Linked DNA regions of Mus musculus: region 2 is linked to region 1. The links are chromatin contacts, called in public Micro-C maps. All regions are on one chromosome and are shown on one strand. Each heading gives the region's core, a stretch centred on a gene start, on an enhancer-like site or on the middle of the called end of the contact. The rest is flanking DNA. Distances are from core to core; before and after follow the strand shown.

Region 1 (4,530 bases), core at 1,093-3,592:
AAAAATCTTTATTTTATTTTGCATGTGTCTTAGTTAGGGTTTCTATTGCTGTGAAGAGACCATGACCAAGGTAACACTTATAAGGGACATTTAATCGGAGCTGGCTTACAGTGTCAGATGTTCAGTCCATTATCACCATGGCAAGAAGCATGGCAGCATACAGACAGGCATGGTGTTGGAGAAAGAGCTGAGAGTGCTAGATCTCGATCCACAGGTTGCAGGGAGAAGATTAGCTTCCAGGCAGGTAGGAGGAGGGTCTCAAAGCCCACTCCCACAGTGACAAACTTCTTCCAACAAGGCCATACCTCTGAATAGTGCCACACCCTGGGCCAGCCTATTCAACTCATCAAAGTGTTTATGAGTGTTTTCCCTGCAATGCATATATGCATCATATGTATGCCATAGAAGTCAGAAGAGGTCCTCAGATTCCTTGGAACTGGAGTTGCAGATATTTGTCAGCCAACACAGAGGTGCTGGGAACTGAACCCAGGTCTTCTAGAAAAGCAGCAAGTGCTCTTAACCATTGTGCCATCTCTCCAGCCCACCACATATGTTCTCATAATGAAATCAAACCTAAGATTTTTATTTTTTCATGTGGTCCTGGGGATTAACCTAAGCCCTCCCATGAGCATGCTAGGCAAACACTCTACTACTGAGCTCTCTGGCCCTCTTTTCCCTTTCTATTTTGAGACATATGTTGCCAGGGCTCTTTTTAAATTCAATTTGCAGCCTAGGTGGGCCTTGAACATGCAGTCCTCCTGCCTCAGCTTTAGCCTTCTGAGCTGGATCTCAGGATTCCAACATTAAGCCTGGGTCAACTAAACATCTATGGAGTATTTAAATCATCTCATAGAAATTCTAAGGTTTTGGGGACGACAGCATGAAAAAACTCCCATCCCCATTCCCATCCCCTCTTCTCAAGTAGCCCAAGCTGCTCTTAAGCTTATTACTTACTGGATTCTCAATTCTTCTGGCTCTGCAGAAATTACAGGACATGTCACCATACCCAGCTTCTCTCTCTTTTGAGACATGGTCTCAATATTTAATCTGTGTTTTGCCTCTGTGTCCTGAGTGCTGGGCAAGAGGTTACCCAGTCTCTGTTCCTCTTTAATTTTTCTTGGCAGTGAGGCTCTTGACTTACATTATAGAAAACAGAATTATGTTTCGTTATATTTATACTTATATTAATTATATTGATATTATAACTTATATTAATTACATCAATATAATTAACTATATTAATTATATTTCTACTTATAACACATCTATCATACTTCATTCCTTCTTTACCTGAAGCTGTTCAGGGAAAATAAGGGGAAAAGAAAGAAAGGAAGGAAAAAAGAAGGAAAGAAAGACAGACAGACAGACAGGCAGGCACCACAGGTAAGAGAAGGGCAGGCCAGGCCAAGGAGTGGCTCATAGACAGGCCTGATTCTGTATGTTCACTACAGAGCATCAGAGCATCCCTGGAGCCATTTCCTAATCATTTGTGTGTCATTTTCAGTGGTTTGACTAAAAATGGCTTCAATAGTCTCAGATATTTATATGCTTATCTCCAGGGAGTTGTACTAATTAAAAGGATGATAAGGATTAGGGGGTGTGGCCTGGTGGGATGAAATGTGTCACTGAAGATGGGCTTTGAGGTTTCAAAAGCCACTCCAGGCCCAGTGTCTCTCTCTGCTTTCAGATCAAAATGTAGCTGTCTGCTACTTCTCTAGCACCAGGCCAGTCAAGAAGCACTAGAAGTTAAAGGTGACATTATATATAAAGTAGCCAATAGGCAGAAAGTAGCCACTACATGTTAGTTACTTGTGTTTTTCATGGACACTACTTGCTGGTTTTTCAATCTGAAATTCTTACCTTGCTCACTGTCTCAGAAAGATTCTGACAGATTGGTGCCTCCGTTGGGAAGTTTCTTTCCTTCCTCAGCCTATGGTAGGCTCGCCCCTGGGATGGTGTTGATATCTATAAGTACTTCATAAACCACAGTTTGTGTATTTGTGTCCCTTGTTAGTCTCAGGCTTTTGAGATAAGGACAGTGAATTTGGGGTCTCTAGCATTCATCACAGTGTCAGGAAACTGGAAAATGCATGTTTATTCTTGGAAGGCAAGGCTTCAAGCGATATAGACGGGATGAGATGACCCAATGACTTGATTTGTCTAGAATGGTCTTCATTACACCTGCCATGGCAGCACAATTTTTTTGGCTCCCTATTTTATTTTCAGAATAGTCCTGCTTTGTTAAAGGCAAATTGAAAACTTCCCACAGCCTTTAGAAGGCTGGTAAAGACTTGTTCATTGAACTTCCTTTCTTGTCAGAGCAAGGCCGTTAGTGAGTGACATCAGGGCCTGGGAAAGTCACCTTGCACAAGGAAAATCCCTTATGACTTGACAGTGGCTAGTTTCTGAGTGCTGAGTCACTGGCTGCATTTCCCAAAAGAGAGTTAAGAAACAACTGCCCACTGTCTCAAAGGGTATGGGCTCCTGGAACCTACTACCTGCTCAGCTTTGAGTATCATCGGGAAATTGCCTTTGGGTGCTGGTAGACCCCATTTGCCATGCTTCCCCGGTGCCTCAGCAGCTCTGCCCTGCTGCAGAGCTTTTCAGAGTGGCTCTGTTGAATGTCTCTGGTGTTCTCTAGGTTGAGTCTAAAATGGAAGAAAATTGGCTCAGGACTGAGTCCAAACTTCACTCACCTCTGAGGTTTCCTGTTACCCAGGAAAAAGAGGTTTAAATGACCCTGGAAATCTGCTTACTGGAATCATCCATGAAGACTTCAGAGAATGTGTCAGCCATCACCTTGGCTGATCCTGCAGGTCCCCTGATTTTGGAAGAGAGAACGGGGGTGGGGGGGCATGGGGTGTCTTTTCTCAATGTTCAGGACCCAGTTCAGAAAATTCCCTAGACTGCCACATCTAATTTTTAAAAACAACTACTAATGCTACAACTTAAAATTAAGTTAAAAGATGATTTATTTATGTTTGTCTCTGTGTGTATGTTGGTCTCTTCCCAAACCTGGGCCTTTTGTCTCCAGTCTTGTCAAGGCAGAGGACACAGGCATTTGCCCACTGCCTGGATTGTATATGGTTGTTAGAATCCAAATTCTGGTCATTGTCAGTATACACCAAGAACTTTTATTAATTGCTGAGCCATTTTTTCCATCCCCAATGTGGCAATTTGCCTAAAATGAGAGACCTTAAAACAGTGCTTAGAAGAACAGTGCTCAACTTCCAAATACTTTGAGAAACAAAAGCAAAACCCATTCCAGTCACCCCCCACTCACCAAGGAAGTAGAATTGTCTGTATCCTATATATATATCCGTGTCCCCAGCACACCACCACCCCTCCCACCTTGCTTATAAGTTTTTCAAAAATTACAAACAGGTTTCCTTCCTATTTCTTTCTTTCATCTCTCAGTTTCTCGCAAATACTTAGAAATTCAAAGCAGCAAGCTATTGATGCTGCTGAGTGATTTGACTTGCTCTGCTCCACTAGGACAGGAACCTTAAGAGACATAAATGTGATGTAGGCTACCATTTGAATCCCGGGAACAACATCTAGTTCAACATGAAGAGGAGAAATGATGCACATTTGGAGTCGACACTCTGAAAGTCAGTCCACTGGCTTTTGAGATACAGGGAACTTTGCTTAGCATTTGTTTAAAAAGGGAAAGACACATTTTGAAATGTGAGGCATACTGTGAGTCCTGGAATATTCTATGGTTGATTTCTGGCATTACTAAAGTTTTCTAATTTTCAAATATATATGTGTGTATAGTATATATTTATATATATATTACATTTGAATGTTATAAAAATAATCCACACGTACTGAATAAATATCAAATAGTCATACAAAAGTGGGACTTACTTATCATGAATTCATGTCTGATTTACCTTAAGGAATATTTCCTTCACCTGGCATGGTGATGTAGGCCTGTAATCCCAGCAGTTTGGGAGTCTAAAGCAGGAGGATGGAAAGTTTGAGGATAACTTGTATTACAAGATGAGTTCAAGGAGCTACCTGGGAAATTTAGTGAGACCCTGTCTCAAAAACAAACAAACAAACAAACAAACAATCAAACAACAAAAACAATTAAGAAATGAGGCCACAAATGTGGCTCAGTGTGTACAAGTGCTGGCTAGACAATGCACTTGTCAGAGGAACTAAGTTTGTCACTGGAATCCAGGATGGAAGGAGAGAATAAACCCTCAAAATTGTTCTCTAATCTCCACATGTGTACTTTGGACACACATATGCCAGTGTTCAATGCAGACATACTCATACACACATACATAGCCATAAACACACACACACACACACACAGACACACACACACAAAGCCATATATATACATACATACACACATACAAACATACACACACATAGCCATAAACACACATACAGAGCCATACACACACATACACACACATACACACACACACACACACACACACACACACACACACACATACATAAATTTGACATAGGGCCTCAACATATAGCTCAGGCTGGCCTTGAACTCACAGA
Region 2 (4,530 bases), core at 588-3,087, 250 kb after region 1:
AATGCTATCCCAAAAGTCCCCCATACCCTCCCCTCCACTCCCCTACCCACCCATTCCCACTTTTTGGCCCTGGCGTTTCCCTGTACTGGGGCATATAAAGTTTGCGTGTCTAATAGGCCTCTATCTTTTGATACATATGTAGCTAGAGTCTTAGAAATTTTTAATGAAACACAATTCACCATGGAACACTTAGTGTGACATTTAGAAGTCAGGTTATGTCATCACTCTTGTAAGAGCACTCTGAGGGATGGTAACCAAGGATGGTTGGCATAAAGGTGGTGTTTAAAGAGATAGTGTTAGGATGGTGCTTAAGAGTCTGCAACAACAACATTATGAACTAACCAGTACCCCTGAGCTCTTGACTCTAGCTGCATATGTATTAAAAGATGGCCTAGTGGGACATCACTGGAAAGAGAGGCCCATTGGACATGCAAACTTTATATGCCCCAGTACAGGGGAAAGCCAGGGCTAAAAAAAAAATGGGAATGGTTGGGTAGGGGAGTGGGTGGGGGAGGGTATGGGGACTTTTGGGATAGCATTGGAAATGTAATTGAGGAAAATACGTAATAAAAATATTTAAATTAAAAAAAAGAGAAAATCACAAAAAAAAGAGTCTGCAACAAAAAGTTCTCAATAGTCTTATGAAGTGTGTGTGTGTGCTATGTGATAAATATATGAAATGTATGTTTATATGAGTGTAATTTAAATGTATATGTAGAAACTTATTCATAAAAGCAGACCCATAGCACACCATTATCTTTTGTTAAATATAAGCAACAGTGTTAAAAACCTTCTTCATTTTTATGGACAACTATCCCAATTGTGCATGGTCAGTTACAGTATCACGTACGTAACTGACCTGCACACTGAGTTCTGTACTTGTGTGTAACTGTGCTGTGAAATTTAAAAATGAGATATTTTAATAATATTACCATAGGAAGAAACCAATAAAAAATTAAAGAGGACAGTTTCAGATTTCTAAAAAGGGTTAATGAAACTATTTATCATACATCTTCTTGTGTTAAAATTTCCTTATGTGCTTCATTAGTATTTCCAAGTCATTATCTACTATCCAGTCAGTAATAATGCCTGCCAGAGTTGGACCTTTATCTCTGACTTTGTTGCACTTTTGGCATGAAAGACCCATATGCAGAACAAGTAGAAATACGAATCTCATATGAACTTTTACCCCATTCTAGTAATTGCAGAGTGAGTGTTTCATTAAGAATGCTAGGGAAGATCATTTTTTATAATTTTAATTGAAGGATTCCTGATAGGATGATACATTTAAACATTTATTTCCCAAATGTTCTTGTTTGTTTGTTCTTTGAGAGATCACAGAGATTTCAGGAGGTATGTGGCCTCCTTGAAAAAAAAATAGCCATTGGTGTGTGTTATTAAAACCTGGCATACCTCAGGATGACCTCAGCTTCTTCACCACTGACCCAGCTGCTTCATGATTCTACTACCTCACTCTTGCCTTCTCTACCACGATAGTCCATAAGCTCTTATGCCGAGATCAAAACAAACCCTTCTCATCTTACATTACTTCTTTCAAGTGATAAGAAAATACCAAAACAACCCAACAAGGCAAGATGTCCAAATCATCATACATATGAAGCAGGAAGAATAACTAGGAGACTAGGAGAAGGCAACGGTGACAGCATCTAAGAGGTAAATATAAGGGGAATCCCACTGGAATAGTATAAATTATGAGAGCCAAACATATTTTACAACCAGAGTCAAAAAAATCATATGATTCCTAGGGCTGGCAGGGATCATGACCTGTGCCACAGTAAGGCCTCTGGCACTCTGAAGAGTAAACAAGAGCTCAGAGTGACTCATGGCTTTGCTGTCATGTTAAAAGTTAATATTCTCTTTTGTTTCCACTGTCAAGATTTAGGGATATCTGTGTCATCACAGTACATTTCAAGTTCAAATAAAGAGCATTCCAATGGCTACACCCAGGGAAAGGACAGTGCCGTGTTATGACAAAGCTTTTGAAGCAATCTGAAATCAATGCCTATCTGAACATTAGTGAGAGTGGCAGGTGAGCATGGATACATAACATACAAAAGGAACTGGGGATATGCAGGTACCAAATAGCTTGTTTTAAAGTGTGAACCAACAGAGTGCTGCTTTAGATGTGAGTCCAGAGGACTTTCTGAGCTTGAAGCATTCACTTGCTTTTGATGCTATAGTGTTTCAGCAGACAGCAATCAGGGATGGAGTTTTGAAATCCATGTGTGAGAGCTATGGAGAGTCATGGTCTAGACTCCCAGAAGGAAGTTTCTGTGGAGAGCTGGAGACAAAGGGAGACTGCCACAAGGCAAAGATACACTGCTGGAGTCTTCAGTTACTTTTGGTGGGCTCCTGTGAGACAATATGGGTAAGGTGTTACTTTAAAGGTGCATGGTGTCTGGAGGAACAGGTAACATTAGAAAGAGATTAGCAGTCCTTGGGGATGCTCAGGACTATCCAACTCCTCCTCTTCCTCTTCCTCTTTCTCCTCCTCCTCCCCCTTCTTCTTCCTGATGAGAACATGATGGGAATCACTTACAAGTGAGAGTTTAAAATTCATATAAAGGCTTAAATTTTTCTTAGTATTTGAAGAGATACCAGAGAATAAAATTGCTGACAGTAGGGTCGTTGCAGTGACAGAATCTAGGTCGTGCCTTTCTCTGTTGAGCTGACACTTGCCTTCCAAGAAGGATGGTCTTAGCTTTGTTAATCATTCCAGAACATTCACATTAAAGAATTTTAACAAACAATCATTGATTACTTTTTCTGATTAAAAAAAAATGTTGCTATCCCCAACTGTACATTTTATAGTTTATCTCTTAAGTTAGTTTCCTTAGCACTAGATATTTTTTTCTCATACATTTTTCCAATTGTAGATGTGATAAGGCCATTCTCCCTTTACATAACTAAACCAAAAGTTAATATTATCATTCTACTTATGAAGAATACATGATTGTCCCATCTAAAGCTATATTAGACAGCAATTATTTTGGTATTTTATGACTTTTTAAGGAAAATTTAAAGAAAACTCCCATTTTTAATATTATTTTCTTAAATTTATTATTTTTTTCTGGAATGGAGGAAGAAAAGGAAAACTGATAATTCTGCCCTCTGACCTGACAGCTTGGATTATAATTTTAAAACTTGTTTCCTACCCTTGAATCATAACCCAGTGAAATTCTTTTTAAACAATTCAGTGTCTTAAGTTCTAAATCTATTTATATTTATTTTTAAACATGTGTATGCATGTGTGTGTGTGGGTATCTGAAGAAGCCAAAAACCAGCATTGGAGCCCCGAGAGTTGGTCTTACAAATGGTGGCATACTGCATGCCATGGCTGCTGGGAGTTAAACTCTGTAAGAGAATCAAGGGAGATAAGCCTCTTGGCCATTTTCCCAGCCTCCAATTTAAAAAGTTTTGTATAGATTATCTAAGACAAAGTTTGGCTTTAGATATTACAATCTATTAAAGTTTGTGAGCCCAGTCTGGTGTGTGGGTGGTTTGTACACAAATAAGGAATCAGAAATGGTGTTTACATTTTAAAATGTAAGAAAAACAACAAACAAAAGAAAAGGAAAGAAATTGCTACTGAGATTGTTTATGTCGCACCAACTCTAAAATATTTACTATTGGATTGTGACCAGCAGTAGATAATGAATCCCAGAACTAAAGGATTCTGCAACAGATTTTCTTTGAATTCCCTTCTTAATGCTGTTTTCTCCCTGTTCCCACCTATGGATTTTGCTGTTGTTTATTTGTAAAGTGTCTTCGTGAAGCATGGCTTTGCTTGGGTTAACAAACCAACAAATGTGATACCAATCATCTATAGGAAAAGCTTCATCTTTTGCCTCTGTTTCAGAACAATAATAACAGCAGCATTTCACATCTAACCTCTAACCTTTATGCTAGGTAGAAGTCACCTACTTGGTTTTCAAATGGTCTTGCTCCGCATCCCATTCTCATTAGTTATTGCCTTACCTTTGGGCTGTACTGTTTTCTTTTCTTCCGTTAATGGAGCAATTTCCCTGCCCTGATTTTAAATTGAACCTCATTCTCTGGTGCTGTAATTAATCTATAATATAGACTCAATTCAAACATAACCCTCCTTGGTGAGGGTAAGGGAAAGCATGTAGACTGAGGTGTTGACGTGGCTAATTCTAAAAGCGAAGAAACCAGGTTGGGAAGAAATTCTTTCACAGGAAGAAGGATGACATGATTGGGACAGAAGTTGAGGAATTAGGTCATTGGAGTAAAAGCCCTTGGCTTTTACAATGATGGTAAAGCAAGCAAGCCATGGTAATGGATAGTAGAGATCTGTTCTGTGTTGGCTTTTCACTCATGTAAAATTGGGCACGTGAAAATCATCCTTCTCCTGCTCTGCCCACCCACTCATGTGACCAGCAGTTATTTTCCCTTTACATGGGCTCCTGCTAACATTCTGGCACAAAATAACTTACCTTTGTTTGTGCCATTTCAGGCAGGGAAATTGCTCCATTAACGGAAGAAAAG

What was found. A called contact is a pair of places that touch in the nucleus more often than the background predicts.
Region 2: a contact with region 1 is called in a Micro-C map of brown adipocytes, with 4 times the contacts expected there. The contact joins two enhancer-like sites. A contact is called at or near these places in 2 of 484 Hi-C or Micro-C datasets (brown adipocytes and ventricular fibroblasts) and 2 of 115 datasets of contacts at active chromatin or transcription factors (fibro-adipogenic progenitors and pancreatic cancer cells).

What each region holds. Positions count from the first base shown.
Region 1 is chr10:37,225,704-37,230,233 of GRCm38.p6, forward strand. No RefSeq gene overlaps it. Among named protein-coding and RNA genes, the nearest start is that of 5930403N24Rik, 88 kb to the left of the region's middle. Within about 2 kb of position 2,343, at least 25 of the 459 cell types and tissues checked have an H3K27ac peak or open chromatin away from gene starts, as enhancers often do. A contact at or near this core is called in brown adipocytes and pancreatic cancer cells, where this site is marked.
Region 2 is chr10:37,478,669-37,483,198 of GRCm38.p6, forward strand. No RefSeq gene overlaps it. Among named protein-coding and RNA genes, the nearest start is that of Gm31330, 44 kb to the left of the region's middle. Within about 2 kb of position 1,838, at least 39 of the 459 cell types and tissues checked have an H3K27ac peak or open chromatin away from gene starts, as enhancers often do. A contact at or near this core is called in brown adipocytes and pancreatic cancer cells, where this site is marked.